Regions from separate parts of the Sus scrofa genome. Here region 2 is linked to region 1. The links are chromatin contacts, called in public Hi-C maps. All regions are on one chromosome and are shown on one strand. The core of a region is the stretch at or near the end of the contact, and the rest is flanking DNA. Distances in the headings are between cores, read along the strand shown. Region 1 has its middle 290 kb from the start of LNPK. Region 2 holds the start of LNPK (protein lunapark).

Region 1 (4,695 bases), core at 762-3,261:
ATGATTTTTATCATGAATGAGTGCTTAATTCTCTGTCTTCCATGTCTTCATGAAATTTCTTTAAAGATCCTAAAACAAAACAATTTCCAAATATAATTAATATTATCTCTACATACATGAGAATGGGAAGATGGAAAACAGGAAATCAATGTGAGGTTTTCTATGACAACTGCAGGATTTGGTGGGGGTAATGGCCTGGTATTCCTGTTACTCTACTTGATAGGGGTTCCACCCTGGCCCTTCAACCCAAGTGCCCCAAACTAGCTTTGCTTTTCCTAAGCATTTCCTTTCACTACTGTCTTTGTGATTCTGTGTATCATTTTATTTCTGTGCTCCCTTAAACTCCCTCTTGTCATCCATTGACTGGAATGACACTCGATAGCAAAGGCAGGCATAATCAATATCAAAATATGGTCTGAAATCAGCCCTGGACTCTTGCAGCTGCGCCACTTTCTAATTCACTTGGAACTTTTTGGATGGCTTTTCTCTCTGCCATCGCAGCGCAAATAGCAATGCTAAGGAGATGGAGATAGGACTGCACTCTCTCTCTGGGTCCTGTTTAATTTTAGGTGTGTTTTCAGCTGGGGTTTAGGGCAGAACAAGACAGTACCTAAGGCATCTTTCCTTTATTCTTAAATGATTAGTAAATATGAACATACCCTCAAGACAGAGCTGGCCCATAAAGTCAAAATGCTCTTGCTAGCTGTGACAAGATGCCTAGTCCTTGAAAACAGTTACAGTATCATTTCTAATCTCAGATATGGAGTTTGTTTTAAGAGGAACTCCACCTAGAAGGAGGAAAAATTGGGATGAAATTGTTCTTGGAAAACCTTGCTTGGACCCCTGCTTTAAACTACTCAGTGGTTTCTATGAAGAATGAAATAAGTTTATATATATATATATATTATATATATATACACATATATATATATATAAACTTTTTTTCTTTCCAAGGGACCTCAAAGCTACCTATCTCAATCCCTGGAAGAATTCACGAGCCATAAAATTAGGAGACTTGCCAAGTATCACACAGCTTGCCTAAAGATTACAGGCAGTAGCAGTAAAATAACCATAATGGCAGCTACTATTTATTTAGCTCACACTAAGTACTTTGCATTCATTAACTTAGGACTCAAAATTACCCATGTAGTAGGGCTATTTTACTGTCATTTTAGAAATGAGAAAAGGGAACCTCAGAGATGATAAGTATTGTCCAAGATCTACCAGCCAATAAGAAGAGACGGCTCTCACTAGAACTCACAGCCACACTGACAGGTTAGTATAAACTATATTATACCAGATGCTGGTTGACCCAATCTAATCTTATGATACCAAGATAATACTTTTATTCAGAAGAAAAAGGAGATTAGAATAAGACATTATATATATATATATATATTTTTTTTTTTTGTCTTTTGTCTTTTGTTGTTGTTGTTGTTGCTATTTCTTGGGCCGCTCCCGCGGCATATGGAGGTTCCCAGGCTAGGGGTTGAATCGGAGCTGTAGCCACCGGCCTACACCAGAGCCACAGCAACGCGGGATCCGAGCCGCGTCTGCAACCTACACCACAGCTCATGGCAACGCTGGATCGTTAACCCACTGAGCAAGGCAGGGATCGAACCCGCAACCTCATGGTTCCTAGTCGGATTCGTTAACCACTGCGCCACGACGGGAACTCCTATATTTTAAACTTTTATACCACTTCATGGTTATTGAATTCTAACCAATATCCATTCTGTTATAGAGAATTAATGTGTGTATATATATATATATATATATATATATATACACACACACATATATATTCTATTATAGAGAAAAAATGAGCTTCATAATATGGTGTAAACCTACTTAATGCCTACATATATTAAAATACCTTCTAGACAAGATATAACGAGATCTCTTTTCAAAGTACAATATCCTCTTTCCTTAAAGCTCTAAAAGATTGTTAGAAATAAGGGTAAGTTTCTTTTTTTGTTTAAGTATTAAAGCAAAACACCTTGACTTTATCCTTTCAGATCTCCCCTATTTATCAGGCTGACATTTTGAAATTTGGGTTTGCTATGAAAATAGCTTACCCAATGAAAGAGCATTGTGTTGGGCCAATGTCTTTTTTGAGCACTGCAACTCTTGGTTTCATTGTTCTGTTTTGCTGCAGAATTACCATTGCTATTTTTAAATCATTGCTGTAGACTTGTCAGCTTTGAAACACTCCTGCTCTTGGCTGCACAGGCTCCAATCGCCTTTTTAGTGTTACTGATAAGCCATCCTATGTGTAATATTCTTACGGTCTCTCATCTATTTATAATTGCTTCTCAAAAACTAGAAAATTGTGTTTGTGCCCTACTTTTTCCCCCTGATCTACGTTACCCTCTGGCTGAAGCAATAACCTGTCATGCTTAAACAATTAGTGTAATGCAGAGGACACTCGGGCCTCCTACACACTGCTAATGGAACACCAAATGTAGCTTTAGAAAGTCAGATAAAAATATGTTTTGTATGGACCAGCGCTGTATTCGGGCAAACCATCTTTCCACACACATTCCTGACATGGGACCATCACACTGAGTGCTTCTCAAGGGGTGGCAGCCTTCCTCCATTGGAAGTCTGAGACTCGGTGGCGAGGTTCCCTTGACTCAAATAAAACTAGTGCATCAGAACTGTCATTTTATGCTCAATGTGATGCCACGGTGGTATAATGTCCACGTCCTCCAACTGATGCTAATTTCCAGAGTCTGGATTTGAGACACATCCCCCACTTCAGATCATGCAAGATTTGTTTTCATCCACACATTAATTCATTTATTCATTCATTTACTAACTCAATAGGTACTGATGAGCCAAAGTTTTCCAAGTTCTCATCCCCTAATATCCCCAACTTAAAGCTATGTTATTAACATTCCCGAATTAAATTCTTAACTTCTTCCTTTTAGTAAAAATATAAGTAATGTATAACATTTCTGAGTTCTTATGAAGAGGCAGCATAATACAGAGGATAAGAGCATGGACTCTGGGTATGGGTTTGAATTGTGACTTTACAATATAAGTAGCTCTATGGTCTTGGAGAAATTGCTCAACTCCTCTGGCCCTAAGTCTGCTCACCTGTAAAATGGTAATAATTGTAGTATTTTCCCCCATAGGGTTATTAGGAGGAGTAAATGCAAGGAAAGCTCTTAAGACAGAGCACAAAAGTACTAGCTGTTATTATGTGGCAAGCACTTTACTAAGTATATCGCATAAATTATCTCAATTAAACATATGAAGCAGGCATTATTTTTATTTCAAATGCGATAACCAAGGTTTTGAAAGCTTAAGCAACTTGCCCAAAGTTGGGAAGATATAGGTAAGAGTGAAGCCAAGATTCCAACCCAAGTGTTTTCCTAACAGAGTCCACTTGCTTAAAAACTCTGCTATGCATCCCTGACTTAGCTTTCCAACCACTGAAACAGGGCAGGTTGGGTCAAGGGTAGTGTGATTTGGCCTGGCTTGGGTTCAGTTTATGAAACTATATAAAAGTAAGCAGCTCTTCAGGAAGTGTAACAGTCTAATCAATAGCATGCCCTCCCCAATCCATGTTTAAACCTATGTCTAGATTATCTCCATCAATTTATTTTTACTTTCCTAGGATTCTTGCTGGTAATTGTGGATTTTTTCTTGCACTCCGGAAGAGGAAATTTAGTAGCCAGAAAAACTGGCCTTACTGAATTGGTTGCTATTCATGAAGATTTAGTGAAACAGAAACAAATCACACCAAAGGTTGAAAATGCCCTTGTTGAGTCTTTAAAGCACATATAAATATAGTCAAAAACAAAACTTCCTATAATTTCTAAAGGAAATGGTATGGAAATAAACAATGAACAATAACACATAGACAGTGAAATGAGGATCCATTCTGTCATCCCCTCTGAGAAATTCTAACTTTTTCCTCTTTCTATGTAAGAAAGAAGAGGGTGGTAGGGACCATGATTTTATACACAAGCTTCACATCCTTCAGGGACTTTCTGACTGTCAAATTGGTTAATTTTATACCCCATCAAATAGATGCTCTTTGTTCATGCAATAACCATGATCTTTATCATATATTGTTTGGCTAGCTATTATAATTAGACTAGTGTGAGGTATTAATTATGTGAGTCTCTGTTGGGTAGTAATAAAGTCACTCAAGGAAAATTAACAACTATAACAATTGTTGAAATAATGGCCAACTTTTATGAAGTGCTTTCTGAGTACCAAAAATTCTGTATATATTATCTAATTTAATCCATATATCGACTCTACAAAGTAGGTACTGCTAGTATCTCTATATTATAGATGAAGGAATTAAACTGAAGTACAGAGTGTTGAAGTATCTGGCCCATGCATGGCAAGAATAGCTAACTTTCACCAACATTTGTGCTCCCCCTTCCATAGAATCAACCTGCCCAGCCAGGGACTACATTTCCCAGCCTCCTCTATATCTTGGCGGTACCATGTGATGATTTCTTACCAATAGGAAGCTGTGTCAGAAAGCTTCCAGCTCTGTCAATTACTGGCTGTGCCTTCTCCACACTCCTTACTTATCTGCTGGTTGGATATAGAAAATGCTGAGGTTCTAAGAGATATAAGAACCACAAAATGAAGGCACCTTACCTCTGAATCACAACATGGAAAATTGCTTACCAGAAATACCAGCACTAGATTGTTACATGGATGAAA
Region 2 (4,695 bases), core at 805-3,304, 290 kb after region 1:
TAGCTATGTGATCTTCAGTAAACTAAACTCTCTAAGCCTCAGTTTCAGCGTCTGTAAAGTGGTGAAAATATGTACACTTCACAGAATTGTTCTATGAATTACAAGAAATTACATTATCACTTGGCACAGTGCCCAACAAATAAGTGCATAATAAATTATAGTCATTATTATTACTATTGCCAGAAAACACATGTAGTACAGCAATACTTCTCATATGGAACACATTTCTAACTTCTTATAAAGGACCTATTTCATAATTTTAAAACTGGAAAATAAAATTAGTTTGCATTTTAACTGAAATTGTATTGTTCTCATTTTCTCCAGTATAAAAAATAAAGCAAAATAATCTGAAGACTCTTCATTAAAAATAACTTCGTAGGCCTTTAACAGCAAAGGAAGTTTACTTTTATGTTTATCAAGTTCCAAACTTAAGTAGAAACTATTCAGTCACCATCAACACCACCACTACAACGCATTTTACTATTCAACTTGAGATTAAAAGTGTCTATTCTAGAACACTAACTTCCAAATATCCTAACTGAAAGACAATTCTGAAATATCCCAAACCACATTTATCACTCAAAACTAAAATCACTGAAAAGAAATACAGCTCTAAAAGCACTTTTATTATATAATGATTAAGTTCTAGTCTTCATGGTAAGTCAATGTTCATTCTGAATTAAATACTACAAAAAATGACTCTTTGATTAAAAGATTTCTGTAATAAATCATACCTGTAGTAAGCCATATAATTTCTTCCTTTTCTTACATTTTTTCAAGTTAATAATATATATAAACACTAAGTTTTTAACAGCATTGGGCTGATCCCAGTAGATGACAGAGAAAACTTGAAATTCTAATTTCAAAAGCGTCACTCGTTTTTTAAAAAATGTGTTCCAAAAAAAAGGAGAAAATTGTTCAAAATCGACTTCGTTCTAAAATGAAGATATGAGAGTCGATGAGAACAAGAGATTAGCATTCCCTGCCAGTTTGAACATATGCCTGAAACCAAGCTTACTCACATCCATACAAACTGCTGTTGAATTTTGTGACGACAATTTTGCCAATGGTGACACCCAGGCCACAGGGAAAAGAGAAAACAATCGACACTAGGTGCCACAAAACAGAAGCCTACTGGGAAAAGCGGAACGTGGAAAATTCTGTGACTCAGATTTTACTTAGTACAGTGAGAGCACCATCAGCAAAACTGAGTTCGCTAATCCCAGCTCTCTCTCAAATCCCATACGCAGTGTTCAAGAATTAAAACTACTGTTGTTTTAATTCTTGTTCTTCCCCTTCTGCCTCGTCCATGACACACACGAAACCTCGCCCTTCCCTCCACCCCTTACACCGCCCACCGTCGCTCAAATAAGGACAACAGAGGTACAGAGGCTTCTCTAAGTAGCTAGCGCACAATCCACGCCCACAAGGATGGGCCGAGCAGCATGACACTGACAGTTTTCGGTCCCTCACGATCTTTCCAACTCTCGGCACCGCCGCACAACTCAGAAAAAGACCACATGGGTAAGAACCCACTCAAAGCAATAGCTTAGTGTAAAACCTTCTGACCTTTCTCTCAAACACAGAAGTGGGCCAAAGAGTCAATGCTCAGCTCGTCCCAGTCACCGCCCCACCCAACCCCGAAATCTCCGAGAAAAGGCTGGGGAACCAATTCCCCATTGGGAGACAGAAAGGGGTCTCCAGCACTCCAGGGCCACCCTTGCCACTGTGCTGGGACAATAAGGGGATCCGGCGGCGAGACTGGGTGAACGAGCAGCCGGGCAGGAGTTCGACTAGCCGCCGCCACAGAGCTCCTAGGCCACTCCGCGTGGGGCGGAGGCGCCTGGGAGAAGCAAGCGTGGGGACCAGCAGAGTATTTCCCAGGAAAAAGCTCAGAGCGCCTCCCCACTGCCGAACTCTCCCACCGGCCTTCATTTTGAGCCCTCTACCTTCAACAAGAAGCGGGCAAAGCCCGGCGCTAGCGTCCACCTCTGCCACCTTCGGCCGCCACCACGGAGCTCGCCTCCAGAGCAGGCAGCAGCCACCCCTGACAGAGCTGGAGGCCCGGCCAACACCTTCCCATCAAACCCCGCGCTCCCGCCGCCGGCCAATCGGAGCCGCGGCCAGCGCGCGCCGCTCCCCCGTCACGTGATCGTGACCGGGCGGGCAGTTGGGGGCGCGGCGGACAGTTGGCCCCAGGGCAGTTGTCCCTGTGGTTTCCGTGGCCAAGTAGGGTGCTCATCGTCGCATCTCAGAGGTGGATTGCCATTTATTATGACTCTTACCAAAGGGGTTACTTCTTGCTCCTCCTCTGCTTCGTTTTCTTTTACAGCCTGTTCTGCCAAGTCTCACCGGCTAAAGAAAACCCCAAAATTAGTCCTGATGGTCCTAGACCGAGAGATAGAAGAGCGGGCTTGGGGGTGGAGATGAGTCCGCCCCGAAGAGTCACCAATCAGCTGTCGTCCAGCCGCCAGAAGAGCAAGTTAATACTACACAGCTTGGAAGAGACCAGTTCCCAAACATGCCAGCGGAGAAATTCAGCCTAGACTCCAGGAGTGCTTGAGGCTTTTATGACTTCTGGACGTCAAAAAGGGTCTTTTGTGACTGGATGCTTACCTCACCAGTGTGTGGTTAGCGTCAAAGGCACAATGATATTGATTTAAAGCCTGTGGATAACAACATAAGCTGATTTTTCTATCTTAAAACTCTTAGCCAAGAACACTCCTGTCACAGGTGCTGGTACTAGGCCCGCAAATAAACCACCCAGGTTTTATTTGCCTCAGTTTTAAAACAGTGGCTAAAAAGCATTAAATTTCCTAGTCAACTGGGAATGACAGGTCTAAATAACAAATGGTACTTGAACCGCACTAAGTTGTGTGGGCGTAGAGAAACTTCAGCAAAAGCTTTTGTCATGTTTAACCCCTGTGTACAGATATTTTTCATGGGATTTTTCTATTTAGTTACATACACATTTTAAAATAATTTTTAAAGTGTCCATTATTTTTAAAGAGTATAATCATTTTAATATGCTATGTTTAAACCTTGACACCAAACAGGTTAAGTAAAAGAAAGTGAGCATAGTATCTACTTGGTAAGAATAATTTATTATACTGGAAGCTATCAGATGACTCACTGTGGAGTTCCTTAACTGCTAAAATCTTTAGTTCCAGCCTTGTAAATGTGAGGGGAAGGGAACCAAAGTTTCTTCTTGTGTAATCTGGGTCACTTTACAAATCTAAAAGAAAATGAGAAGAAAACATTTTATCTATTTTGGCATGAAAATTTAACCATTTTGTTTTTCATCCTTTGCAATTCAAAGTTTTGTTTGTTTAAAAAAAGGCCTGTGCAGTTATGCAAATACATCTCCCCACCTCAGGATGATCTCTTCCTAAGAGAATAAGGAATTATTTTCTACTCGCTAATAATTTGTTTTGTAGTTTTAATTGAACTGTCAAGATCTAATGTAAATGGGACAAAAATAGAAGGGGAGAAGAGCTAGCTGGGTGCAATAGATTCCAAAAAACCTATTCCTGAGACAAAAATTCCCTAGGTAATTGATCTAGAAGATGAGAAGTTTTGATTGACAAGGGGAGAAATAATGGAATCATCAACTCTCTTAGTCCTCCCAACAACCTTTTAAGGTGTCAGTTTTCAATTGAATCAACTGAAAAGTAGAAAAATTATACAATATATTGTTGAAGGTAATACTATAATACTTCTTCCTTTATATTAAATGATAAGACTTTGTCAGATACAGTGAGAAGAGACATTAGAAACAGAAATAAGCATGTGCACCATAAGGGTCATTCCAAATATTTATTGAGGATAAGACCCTGTGTTAAATGCTAAGGATACAGAGATAAATGAAACAATTGTCCTAAAGCAGCTGACACTACTGAGAGAAACCTGCAAGAAAACAAAAAATGCAATATAAGGTAAATAAATGTTGTAGTACAGGCTAATGTTAATGATACGCATCCAGAAGGGATGTGGGAAAGCCAATGAAGGTGATGCTTTAACTGAGTCCCAATATTGTAGAGTTATCCCCTATTAATCCTAAATAGTTCTGGGATAGGTTCAGGAAGTGAAATCTAAAGAACAAAGAAGATGAGCAAGGAAACTATTCTGGGAAAAGGAATTTGAAAAGGTCTAATCCAACAAATAAGTGAGTCACATTAGATAAATGAAAATTGCAAGAGATAGGTACTATGAGAGCTTACATTAGGGTCATTCACTGATCTTGTCAGAAAAGGTGAGCCATCCTTGAGGAGGTCCCACTGGAATAGAGGTCTAAAGGATGAGAATCTAAAGAAAGGAGAAGAGAAAACAGAGGGAACATGCACAAAGGCCTTTTTTCAGGAGGAAAGAGTGCAAGCTTCAGACTCAAAGGAGGCCACTGTGGCTAGAGAATAGTTAGCTAAAGAACAGACTAAGCAGGACTTGATTGGCCATACTGAGAACCTTCATCTTTTTCTTGAGAGAAGTTTGGGGGAAGGGATTTGACCTGATCAGATCTGTGTTTTGAAAAGATCATTCCAGTTGCAGTTAGGAACCTGAACAGGGCCAGCCTTGGATCAGTTAGGATCTATGGGTCATGGTTGGTGTTGGTGGTAAGTGGCTCAAGTGGACTGGGATGGGCACAAGGGAAAATGGAACAATTTAGGAAGTAAAATGGGAGGTCTTAGGAATTAATTT

What was found. A called contact is a pair of places that touch in the nucleus more often than the background predicts.
Region 2: a Hi-C map of fetal heart ventricle shows a contact between it and region 1, with 2.4 times the contacts expected there. The contact joins the promoter of LNPK here to the enhancer-like site in region 1. A contact is called at or near these places in 4 of 47 Hi-C or Micro-C datasets (embryonic fibroblasts, fetal heart ventricle, fetal skeletal muscle and 1 more) and 1 of 2 datasets of contacts at active chromatin or transcription factors (skeletal muscle).

What each region holds. Positions count from the first base shown.
Region 1 is chr15:81,511,045-81,515,739 of Sscrofa11.1, forward strand. No RefSeq gene overlaps it. Among named protein-coding and RNA genes, the nearest start is that of LNPK, 290 kb to the right of the region's middle. Within about 2 kb of position 2,012, at least 1 of the 83 cell types and tissues checked has an H3K27ac peak or open chromatin away from gene starts, as enhancers often do.
Region 2 is chr15:81,803,608-81,808,302 of Sscrofa11.1, forward strand. It overlaps LNPK (protein lunapark), which reads right to left and starts at 2,055. Exons shown (of 13, transcript NM_001244263.1): 1 at 1,950-2,055. LOC102158914 (a long non-coding RNA gene) reads left to right here and starts at 1,300. Exons shown (of 2, transcript XR_002339478.1): 1 at 1,300-1,524; 2 at 2,333-2,982.